Regions from separate parts of the Mus musculus genome. Here regions 1 and 2 are each linked to region 3. A link is a contact called in public HiChIP or PLAC-seq data. All regions are on one chromosome and are shown on one strand. The core of a region is the stretch at or near the end of the contact, and the rest is flanking DNA. Distances in the headings are between cores, read along the strand shown. Region 1 overlaps Ndufs7 (NADH:ubiquinone oxidoreductase core subunit S7). Region 2 has its middle 14 kb from the start of Gm40716. Region 3 overlaps Dot1l (DOT1-like, histone H3 methyltransferase (S. cerevisiae)).

Region 1 (2,967 bases), core at 374-2,873, 510 kb after region 3:
AAAAGACCCAAGCTGTTGGGTCGAGGATGTGCGCATTCGCCTGGCAGGCACAGGAACCCAGGGACTCAGGCTCCATGCATGCATTTACTATAGGATGAACAAGTTACTGCAGCTGAAGAGAAAGACTGAGGAGAGGGAGAGGAGAGCACGGAGGAGGAGCCTTGGGCTGCCTGGAGCTTTTCCTGTCTACAGAGCAGAGCTGGGAGGAAGGTGCCAGCTGGGGGTGGGCCCTGCACCCCTAGGCGTCTGAGCACACACTCACCTCCCCATGGACACCACATAGCGGGGTTCGGGCATCTGGTCGTACACCTACAAGACACACAGGTCAGATAACTGCAGGTGGCAAGGCAGTAGAAGGGGCCAAGGGGCCCAGATGTACCTTTCGGAGCGCGGGGGCCATCTTGTTGGTAAGCGTGCCAGCTACAATCATCACATCAGCCTGGCGCGGACTGGCACGGAACACCACACCGAAGCGGTCCATGTCATAGCGCGGCGCAGCCATGTGCATCATCTCCACGGCACAGCACGCCAGGCCGAAGGTCATAGGCCACAGGGAGCTCTGGCAGAACACAGACAGTCAGCCCTGTGCAGGCATTGTCTCTCCACCTCGTGGGCACAGTGACACTGAGTGCTTGGCAGGCACCTGATGCCAGAGGTTGCCCTAGGCCTAGGACTCTAGGTAGCACCCAGGCCTAGCTGCTGCTCTGGCCATCATGAATAACCCCTCTTGATGTCCTTGGATTGGCTCAACTGTCCCTCAGGAATCTCCTGGGACTGACTTGCCTCCCTCAATGTTCTCTGTCCACGGGTGCTTACGCTCCTCATGGATGCACCTATGTCTGGTCTCCGCAGTGGGCACCTTGTCCTAGCAGCTTCAGGCTCCAGTAGGGTACCCACCAGAGCCTTAGGCACTGCCCAGGAGACTAAGGCAGGTCCAGGGGCATGCCTGTCAATGGACAATTGTCAGACAGGGGTTGTCACATCCAGGCACGGGAACCAGGCACAGCTGCCCAGCAACTGTGTCCTAGACATGAGCACGCATTGAGAGGGACAACTGAGGACAGGCATGGAGAGGATGCCATCCCTGTGCTTTGCAGAGGGCTTGCAGCTCACCAGCCTCTGCCATGAGAGGAGCTTAAAGACGGCAGAGTGGCTGCTTTCAGCTCAGCTCAGCAGGCAGGCAGAGCTCTGTAAATCTTCTGATTTACACAGGAAGTTCCAAGGCAAACAAATTCAATGCAAAACAATAAGTAAATAAAAGGCCCTTTTTATCAGTTGTTGAGCTGGCTCAAGGAGTAAAGGCACTTGCCACCAAGCCTGACGACCTGAGTCAGATCCTGGAACCCATGTGTTGGAAAGAGGGAGCCGAATCCTCGAATCCTGCAGGTTATCCCCTGACTTCCATGTCCACATGATGTTGCATAAGCATGCATACGTATGCGCGTGTGTGTATACATACACACACACACACACACACACACACACACACACACACACACACATACACATACACATACACACAATACACTAAACAAATATGTGGACTGCTGAAGCATCCAGGCCACCCTGAGTGGGAGGAAGCCCTGAGAAGGGTGGGTTTGACACGAGGACTTACCCGGCGTGCCCAGTTGATGAGGTCATCCAGCTTGGTCACCACATACTCAGCCCGGCTTCGGGGAAGATGAGAGAGCTTGGGGACCACGGCTCCAGCTCCAGCCTTGGACACAGCAGACTGTGTGCTAAGGGCAGAGCAGGTGAGCACAGGGGACAGTTAGCCAGGTGTCCCCAGGGTCCCTGACCTGGGACCCATGGGGAGGGATAGACAGGGTCCCAGGACAGAACCACATCATCCCTGAGGTCCACAAGGCCTACACTAGGCCTGATCAACAGAGAAAGGAGAAGCAGCCACACTAGGGAGGTAAGACTTGAGGGGCCAGGGCCACATGTTGGGGTGGAGTGCAGGCAACAATCAAGAATCAAAGCCCTATGGGAGGAGTCAGTGGTTAAGAGCACAGACTGCTCTTCCAAAGGTCCTGGGTTCAAATCCCAGCAACCACATGGTGTCTCACAGCCATCTGTATGAGATCTGACTCCCTCTTCTGGTGTGTCTGGAGACAGTTACAGCGTACTTACATATAATAAATAGATAAATCTTTAAAACACAAAACAAAACAAAGATTAAAAAAAAAGACTCAAAGCCCTAGAAGATAGCATGCAGACCCTTCTCAGAGCATGGATTACCTGCTCAGGCTCGGGCTTGGGCTCGGGCTCGGGCCCTCAGTGGCTACACTCTGATGAACTCTGCGCAGCTGGACCTGTGCTGTGCTGGAGATGCAAACAGGGGCGATGCTGAGAGGCCGCCAGGACACAGTCAGCAGTTCCTTCTCACCACCACCATCCCCACATAGCACAGGTGGCCTCCCTGCCCACCCCTGGCCCCCTGCTCATCTCCAGGCTGCCCTGCCCTTTCATAGGGACAATGCTGCTACTGTCCTTGGTGACAACTCTGACATAAGTAGAGCCTCTTTGCTTCTAAAAACTACCGACTGGTCAAAAGGTTGACAAATGTCCTAGCAAAGATGGTATTGAGATGCTGTGCTTTAAGCCCAGGAGACAGCTGGTAGCTCCCCTGGGCTGGTGACCTTCACAGCCCTGTCACAAGGCAGCCAGCCTGTGGAGGTCCAGCTGGCAGGCTCACAGAACACCTTGTTGGGACAGGCAGTGCATTTCCTACGAGGGCCCCAAGCTTGTGGACAATACTATTCTGCCTTGGCCACTGCCTTCCCAGACAATCCCTGCATACCATGTGAGGACACCTGGACGTACCACTAACCCCCCACTAAACCGAACATTCTCTTCACTAGCCACTGCTGGGGGACCCTCCCAGCTCCAAGCCCTGCAGCTTCATGCTGTTCACTGACACCCAGCTAGATCTAGCCTTGTGACAGACAGGCGACACACTCACCG
Region 2 (3,111 bases), core at 591-3,090, 300 kb after region 3:
CAGTATCTTCCTTCTGCAACCTAGTTTAGCCTGGAACCCAGAGTAATCCTCCTGCTGCAACTTCTCAAATTTTGAGATGACTCACGCATATCACTGTGTTTTGCTAACATATTTGTAAGCTGATATATCATTTTTAATCAAATAATTTCTTCTATGATATCGAGTTCTATGTGTTATATTTCAGTATGGAGCATTCCACTGCTGAGCCACAAATATTCCAGTCCTACTGATCTTAAGTGTTCTTTCCATACTGAGAAACAGTCCTTTATCAAAACTGTTACACACACACACACACACACACACACACACACACACACACTTTTTATTTCACAATAATATACTTTAAAAAAGAGTTGTGAAGACAATAGAGGGATTCTATCCATCTCCTACCTTTCTGCCCTCCACCACCGACCCATCTATCCACCTACCCACCCATCCATCTACCCATCCACCCACTCATCTATCCACCTATCCATCCATCCATCCATCCATCCATCTATCCATCCATCCATCCATCCACTTTTCCTCATATTTCTGTCTATGTCTGTGAAACAATCGACCCAGATTATTTTACCCCTGACCTCCACTGAGGATGATGGGAAGAGACCCTAGGTCCTCTGCCATGTGCTCTGGAGGCTCCAAGTGCCTGTGATAAGCAGAAATGGGCCCCGATGTGATGGCTGTCACAGAGCAGCAGAGTCTGTCACCCCACTAGTAGGAGCTCTGCTTTTTGGAACCAAGGATCCAACCTGATATTTCACTGCAAGCAAGTTCAAGCTCTATGTTGCTTTAAAACAGACATTTTCAGTCACGTGTGGAGCACACACCTGTCACCTCAGCATTTGAAGGCTGATGCAGGAAGATCTTGTATTCTAGGATAGACTGAACTACAGGGTTAGCGCTGTCTCAAAAACAAAATCTGGGCTTGGAGGGCTACAACGTGCCTGTAATTCTAGCCACTTGGGAGGTGGAGGCAGGACAGTGGCTGTGAGTTGGGGTCTAGCCTGGTTGGTTCCAGACTGCCCTATGTGACTAACCCCTTAAAAAATCAAAAATAAAAGCAAATCTATTTTTCAGATGTACTCAGGGTGGTTTGTCAGCAAGTGCCCTGGTGACTTGTGATGGGGGATGGCAAACTGGAGGCTGCGTGAGTGTATCTGAGAGGGGTGAGGGCTCAAAGGACAGACAAGGTGTCAGTCACCATGGTGAAGACCTGGGTTCCAGGCCTCATGCTGAGCACCCACCAGACAGCTCAACCTCATGGGATCCCCAGCTTCAGTGAAGCATTATGTCTTCAAAAGCAAGGAAGGGGTGGCAAGAGGGCACAGCAGGGGCTTGCAGCCAATCCTGGCCACCTGAGTTCAATCCCCAAGACTCCAAGACTGAAGGAGAGCACCAACCATGGGCAAACTACCCTTTCATCTCTCTCTCTCTCTCTCTCTCTCTCTCACACACACACACACACACACACACACACACACACACAAAACACAATAAATAAATGTAATTTTTATAGTAAAAAACTCAAAACTAGGAGCAACAGAAACACTCATGACATCACCTCTGGCTTCCATTCACATGAACATTCTCACAAAATAAAATCAAACGGAGACAGCACTTACTTGCAAGCGTGCCCCTTGGGGCTTTGACTGGACTCTCTGGCCTCATGGGTTTTGCTCAATGAGATACATTGGGGTTCAGTCCAAAGGATCCCCCTGGACACACTGTTCTATCAGCAGTTCTATAGAGCCTCACCCCTCGCTCCAGGCAGAGTCTCCTGTTAGCCCCGGTCTCTCTAGATGGCCATCTACTTCACTGTGGGTTCCTCAGACCACAGACTGGTGCAGCCAAAACCACAGAGCAGGGATTCCCGGGAAGCCAAGACCATGAGGTAACAGATGGGTCTTCATGGATGCGAACCCGGAAGAACCCCTACCACAGGGGCCTTCATTTCCCTCAGCTTCGGGGCTTCCTGCCTGCCAGGGGGGTCCCTCACCTCCTGAGCCTCAGCCCTCGGGAGGAATTTTCTAGAGATCTCAGCTTCTCCTTCAGGGTCCAAGAAGCACAAGGAAGAAGACAGACTCGGCTGGTCCCTGAGCAGTGCTGAATACCTGAAACCTCAGTATTTGGAAGGCTAATGCAGGGGAATTGCTGTGAGTTCCAAGGCCATTCTGGGCTACAGAGTGAGCCCATGCCTCTGCAAACCAAAACAACAAAAGACAGGAAAGAGGGGAAAAAATGAGCCAGAAAGATACACAGTGAAGGGGGGAGGGAGGGAGAAGCCGGGAGAACCTTCCAGAACTCTCAGAAGCCAGACACCCTGTGTGGGCAGCCTGCAGTTGATCTGGCCACAGCACATTTGCCTGACCAGCTACTGATCTGCTGTGGCCGAGGTGGAGTACCACTGGGACGGGCCACGCAGCACTGGCCTCAGGTTCTCCCCACCTGCGGATATTTCTGTCTCTGTGATCTGTGATCCTCTGGGAATTGCCACCACTCAGAGAACACAGCCCTGTCAGCATGCTGGGTTGCTCCCAGTCTCTACCCCAACCTCTCTGATCACCCAAAAGAAGCCTCAGAGACTCCACTCTGACAGGATGTAGGGATAGAGGAATGCAGCTCCCAGTGGGATATGTTTGTCCTGGGACTTGAAAGCCTGGGACTTACCCTGGGTCTGTCTAGGGCAAGCTCAGTCCTCAGAACCAGACAGAACTGGATCCCAAGCCTACCTAGCTTGCCCTGGTCAAGCTTCATGTTCAGTCATGTGAAAGGGGACAGTCCCCATGCCCTGTGCCTTGGCAGGAGGCTGCTAGTTTGGCATACACCGACTGCACTGACCCTAGTCCAGGCCTTCCCACATCTTTGTATAACAGACCCATGTCCCTGAAGAGGGTCCAAGGGTTAAAAGTGAAGGAGACCGGTGTCTCCAGGTCTAGAATGCTGAGTCAGCTTGTTTGTTGGGCCCAGCTCAGAAGAGAACCTGCTATACACCACGTGGCACGTCTGGATTATTTTGTAAATGAGATCTCTGAACTGAGTAACTACAAACCCCTTCCCCACCATTAGCACCAGGTGCAACCGTGCGCCCTGTTATCTCAGTACTCAGAGGCT
Region 3 (3,266 bases), core at 214-2,713:
TCCAGTCTCTATGGTCTGCCAGGGCTTTCCCCAGTAATCTATGTCCACTATTACAGGAACCACAGGATGCTTCAGAAAAAAGGCTGCAGATCCATCCCAACAGGCAGCTGCCCTGGCACCATGTGTCTGCTGGTGTCACAGGAAGGAGGTCCTACTCATAGTCCTTACAAACTCCCATCTTTCTCCAATCCAAAGGTGGGGACTAGTGAAGGGAAGATGGGGGACACAGAGACGTCCCAAGTCCCATCTCACAGGAGGTAGCAAGCAGCTCAGAGGCTGCACATATGTGAGCTGGCTCCATCCCCACCATGGCAGGGGAAACAAACAACTGAGGTTTTCCCAGACAAGGGTCATGGAGAGATGCCTCTGCCAGGGCTCCTCCTGCCACACTTCCCAGAGGTCCCAGTGAGGACAGTGCAGCGGGGGTGCTGGGAACCTTGGGAGGAAGCTCCGAGCCCAGTGCTCATCCCATACAGTACTCACCGGATAGTCTCAATAATCTCATGAGCAGCATCATGGTGCTTGTCCTGAAAGAGAAAAGATGCACAGTTGGACCCAACAACCACAGTGACACCCCAAAGTCCTCTTGTTCTATGATGCACAACCACCCTACAGAGGTGGTGACTCAACATATTCCCCAGAGCTGGAGCCTGACTCAGCTCTGTCTCCCTGCACACCTGATGGGTGTGGGCAGATCCTACAGAGTCCCATTGGCCACCATGTGTGCTACGCCTGAAATAAAGCCTTGCCCCAGCACGACCATTCAGGGCCAGCTCTCAAGTCGACTGTAAGATGAAGCATAAGGATGCCAACTACTAACAGAAAACGACTAGAGGGGAAAAGAACAAGGAAACAGAAGACGCAGCACTCCGGCTTCCCTGGGTTGGCCAGTCACCCTATGAGCTTCCTGCCCTTCACATCCACTGCCCACTGGTTTGCACAGGCCCAGCTCCACTGGAGAAGTGGACTGTAGGGTAATGAAGGCAACTGTAGAATGATGAAGGCTGTAGGCTTGCCTCATGAGAACTGGACACACAAACACCATGGCTAGGGCCTCCAGAGCCCAGGCTCTTCACTCTGCCTGAGTCCTGGCCATCACCCTACCTGCACAGAGGACTCAGTGCTGTGTCCAGCACAGCCACAAACTACACACAGATGAGAAGGAAGTCAAGTAGCCCTTGAACACTAATATGGGCTCCCACAGTGTGCCCCACAACCCTAAGTCTCTAGACAGTCTTCTGCTGTGGTTGTCTGGAGATGAGCACACTTAAATAGGGGTCACGAGGTGTTCATGATAGGAAAGGCCATTAAGTTTGAGCTGAGGAAGTGCATGTAATGTCCATGATTCACACATGCTAAGGAAAGAAGTCTAAACCAGGCAGCTGGTGGAAGGAACCCCAAGCTGCCTTTGAGTCACCCACACTCAATAAGTAACCCCAGTGAACTCACAGTTCTCCTAAGCTATGGGATCAATTCTGTGGTTTGTGGTTGGTGCCCTGTCTGGGGTGAAGCAATGACTACACATAGGTCTCCCCAGAGAAGACACTCAGCAGCGGGGCAGATGTGTTGTTACCACAACCCAATGCTTCACCTCTTCTTTCTCACTGTATAACAACAAAGGTACCAGAGAATGTGTGCATGAATGTATGCCCAGGCAGGCAGGCAGACACACACAAACACACTTTCATGTGTGTCTACCAGATGTGAATACCCAGTGTACCCAGTCTCTTCAAGATCAACCTTGTCCCGAGGTCACCCCTGAGCACCCAGGGCCTGGGATATCAGCCTGACTTGCTTTGGAGACTGGGAAGAACAGAGTGAGAATATACTCCAACACTGCTGGAAAGAGGGCCTATATAGCATGTGATACCCATGCCTGGGCTACTCTCTAGTAACTTACTGGGCACTCAACCCAGGTGGTTGTCACAGCTCAGAAAGATCTTAGAAATGCTGTGCAGCTGGAAAGGCAGCTAGGTGGTTAGAGCACTAGAAGCTCTAGCAGATAATCCAGGTTCAATTCCCAGCAACCACATGGTGGCTCACAACAGCCTATCACTCCAGCTCCAGTGGATATGATGCCTTCTTCTGGCCTCCATAGGCACTGCATGGACATGGTGCAGACAAACATGCAGGTAGCACAACTCCTGTCTCTACCTCCCAAATGTTGGGATTGATTGATTGATTGATTATCTTGTAGGGTTCTTAGGGCTTCCCCACTTACTGAGGACCAGGACACACTCTTGAGTTTTGTTGGGCCTACTATGCCCACTCAGTCCTGAGCTTACAAACTAAGAGGAGCAGATTCTTCCAGCTGTGTTCCTAGGAAAGGGACAGGCATGCAGGCACCTGGGAATGAAGGGACTATGCTGGGCACAGCCCCAGGAGCCTGCGTTCATGAGAAATGCTGGTCTCTTTGTACAGGGACAGCCCACATCTGGTGCAGCACTAGGAATTCACTGCTAAGTGCCTCACCTGCTGAGCGACTTCAGTGCTTTTTGAATTTGTGAACAGAATGATCACTATAGATACCCTGAAATGCCTAATCCTGCCCTGGCCTCCTGAGTGCTGCTGAGATCACACATTTGTGCCACTGCACCAGGCTTGCCTATACTCATCAACAAACCACAGCAGCTAATTTCTTCTACAAAGCAACACTCAAGTGGTATGGGGCAGTGGCACATATGCCTTTAGTCACAGCAGAGACAGAGGAAGGTGGATCTCTGTGAGTTCAAGGCCAACCAAGACTACAGAGAGAGAGGGGCCCTGTGAAAGAAAGAAAGAAAGAAAGAAAGAAAGAAAGAAAGAAAGAAAGAGGGAGGGAGGGAGGGAGGGCAGGCAGGGGAGGGGAGGGGAGGGGAGTAAGGAAGCAGCAGGCAGGGCATGGTGGTGCACCCCTTCATAATCCAAGCACTCGGGAGGCAGAGACAGAAGTTCAAGGCCAGCTTGGTCTAAAAAGTAAATTCCAAGACAGTCAGGAAAACATGGAGAGAACCTGTGTGGAAAAACAAACAAAACACTCTTCTGTGGCCATCAAATACCATTACAGCAAAGGTGTGGAAGGCTGTTCCAAACCCTCCTGAACTTGCCTCAACTGATAACCATCAACTGCTCAGATCACATGCAGGGTGACCAACAGCCAAACAAAGCATTGCCTGTACAAGGGCAAGAGAGGCAGGAGCCTCACAGAGAATCCCAGGACAGGTCCCTTGATCAAGGATAAGCTCAAAGGGGTCTACATCTCCATCCCAGTGCCAAAGACCCGTGGG

What was found. HiChIP or PLAC-seq counts read pairs in DNA pulled down with a chosen protein or histone mark.
Region 1: a FOXA1 HiChIP or PLAC-seq map of pancreatic cancer cells shows a contact between it and region 3. The contact joins two enhancer-like sites. A contact is called at or near these places in 2 of 39 promoter capture datasets (neural stem cells and pre-B cells), 1 of 484 Hi-C or Micro-C datasets (B cells), 2 of 115 datasets of contacts at active chromatin or transcription factors (memory CD8 T cells and pancreatic cancer cells) and 2 of 9 other capture datasets (adipose tissue and pancreatic islet).
Region 2: an HNF4G HiChIP or PLAC-seq map of pancreatic cancer cells shows a contact between it and region 3. The contact joins two enhancer-like sites. A contact is called at or near these places in 3 of 39 promoter capture datasets (liver and pre-B cells), 1 of 484 Hi-C or Micro-C datasets (the G1E-ER4 cell line) and 2 of 115 datasets of contacts at active chromatin or transcription factors (microglia and pancreatic cancer cells).

The regions. Positions count from the first base shown.
Region 1 is chr10:80,252,432-80,255,398 of GRCm38.p6, reverse strand. Ndufs7 (NADH:ubiquinone oxidoreductase core subunit S7) reads right to left here. Exons shown (of 8, transcript NM_029272.4): 2 at 2,966-2,967; 3 at 2,242-2,325; 4 at 1,616-1,739; 5 at 380-559; 6 at 263-309. Among named protein-coding and RNA genes, the nearest start is that of Ndufs7, 4.5 kb to the right of the region's middle. Within about 2 kb of position 1,623, at least 14 of the 459 cell types and tissues checked have an H3K27ac peak or open chromatin away from gene starts, as enhancers often do. A contact at or near this core is called in pancreatic cancer cells, where this site is marked.
Region 2 is chr10:80,460,285-80,463,395 of GRCm38.p6, reverse strand. No RefSeq gene overlaps it. Among named protein-coding and RNA genes, the nearest start is that of Gm40716, 14 kb to the left of the region's middle. Within about 2 kb of position 1,840, at least 11 of the 459 cell types and tissues checked have an H3K27ac peak or open chromatin away from gene starts, as enhancers often do. A contact at or near this core is called in pancreatic cancer cells, where this site is marked.
Region 3 is chr10:80,761,863-80,765,128 of GRCm38.p6, reverse strand. It overlaps Dot1l (DOT1-like, histone H3 methyltransferase (S. cerevisiae)), which reads right to left. Exons shown (of 28, transcript NM_199322.2): 2 at 484-527. Among named protein-coding and RNA genes, the nearest start is that of Dot1l, 8.3 kb to the right of the region's middle. Within about 2 kb of position 1,463, at least 72 of the 459 cell types and tissues checked have an H3K27ac peak or open chromatin away from gene starts, as enhancers often do. A contact at or near this core is called in pancreatic cancer cells, where this site is marked.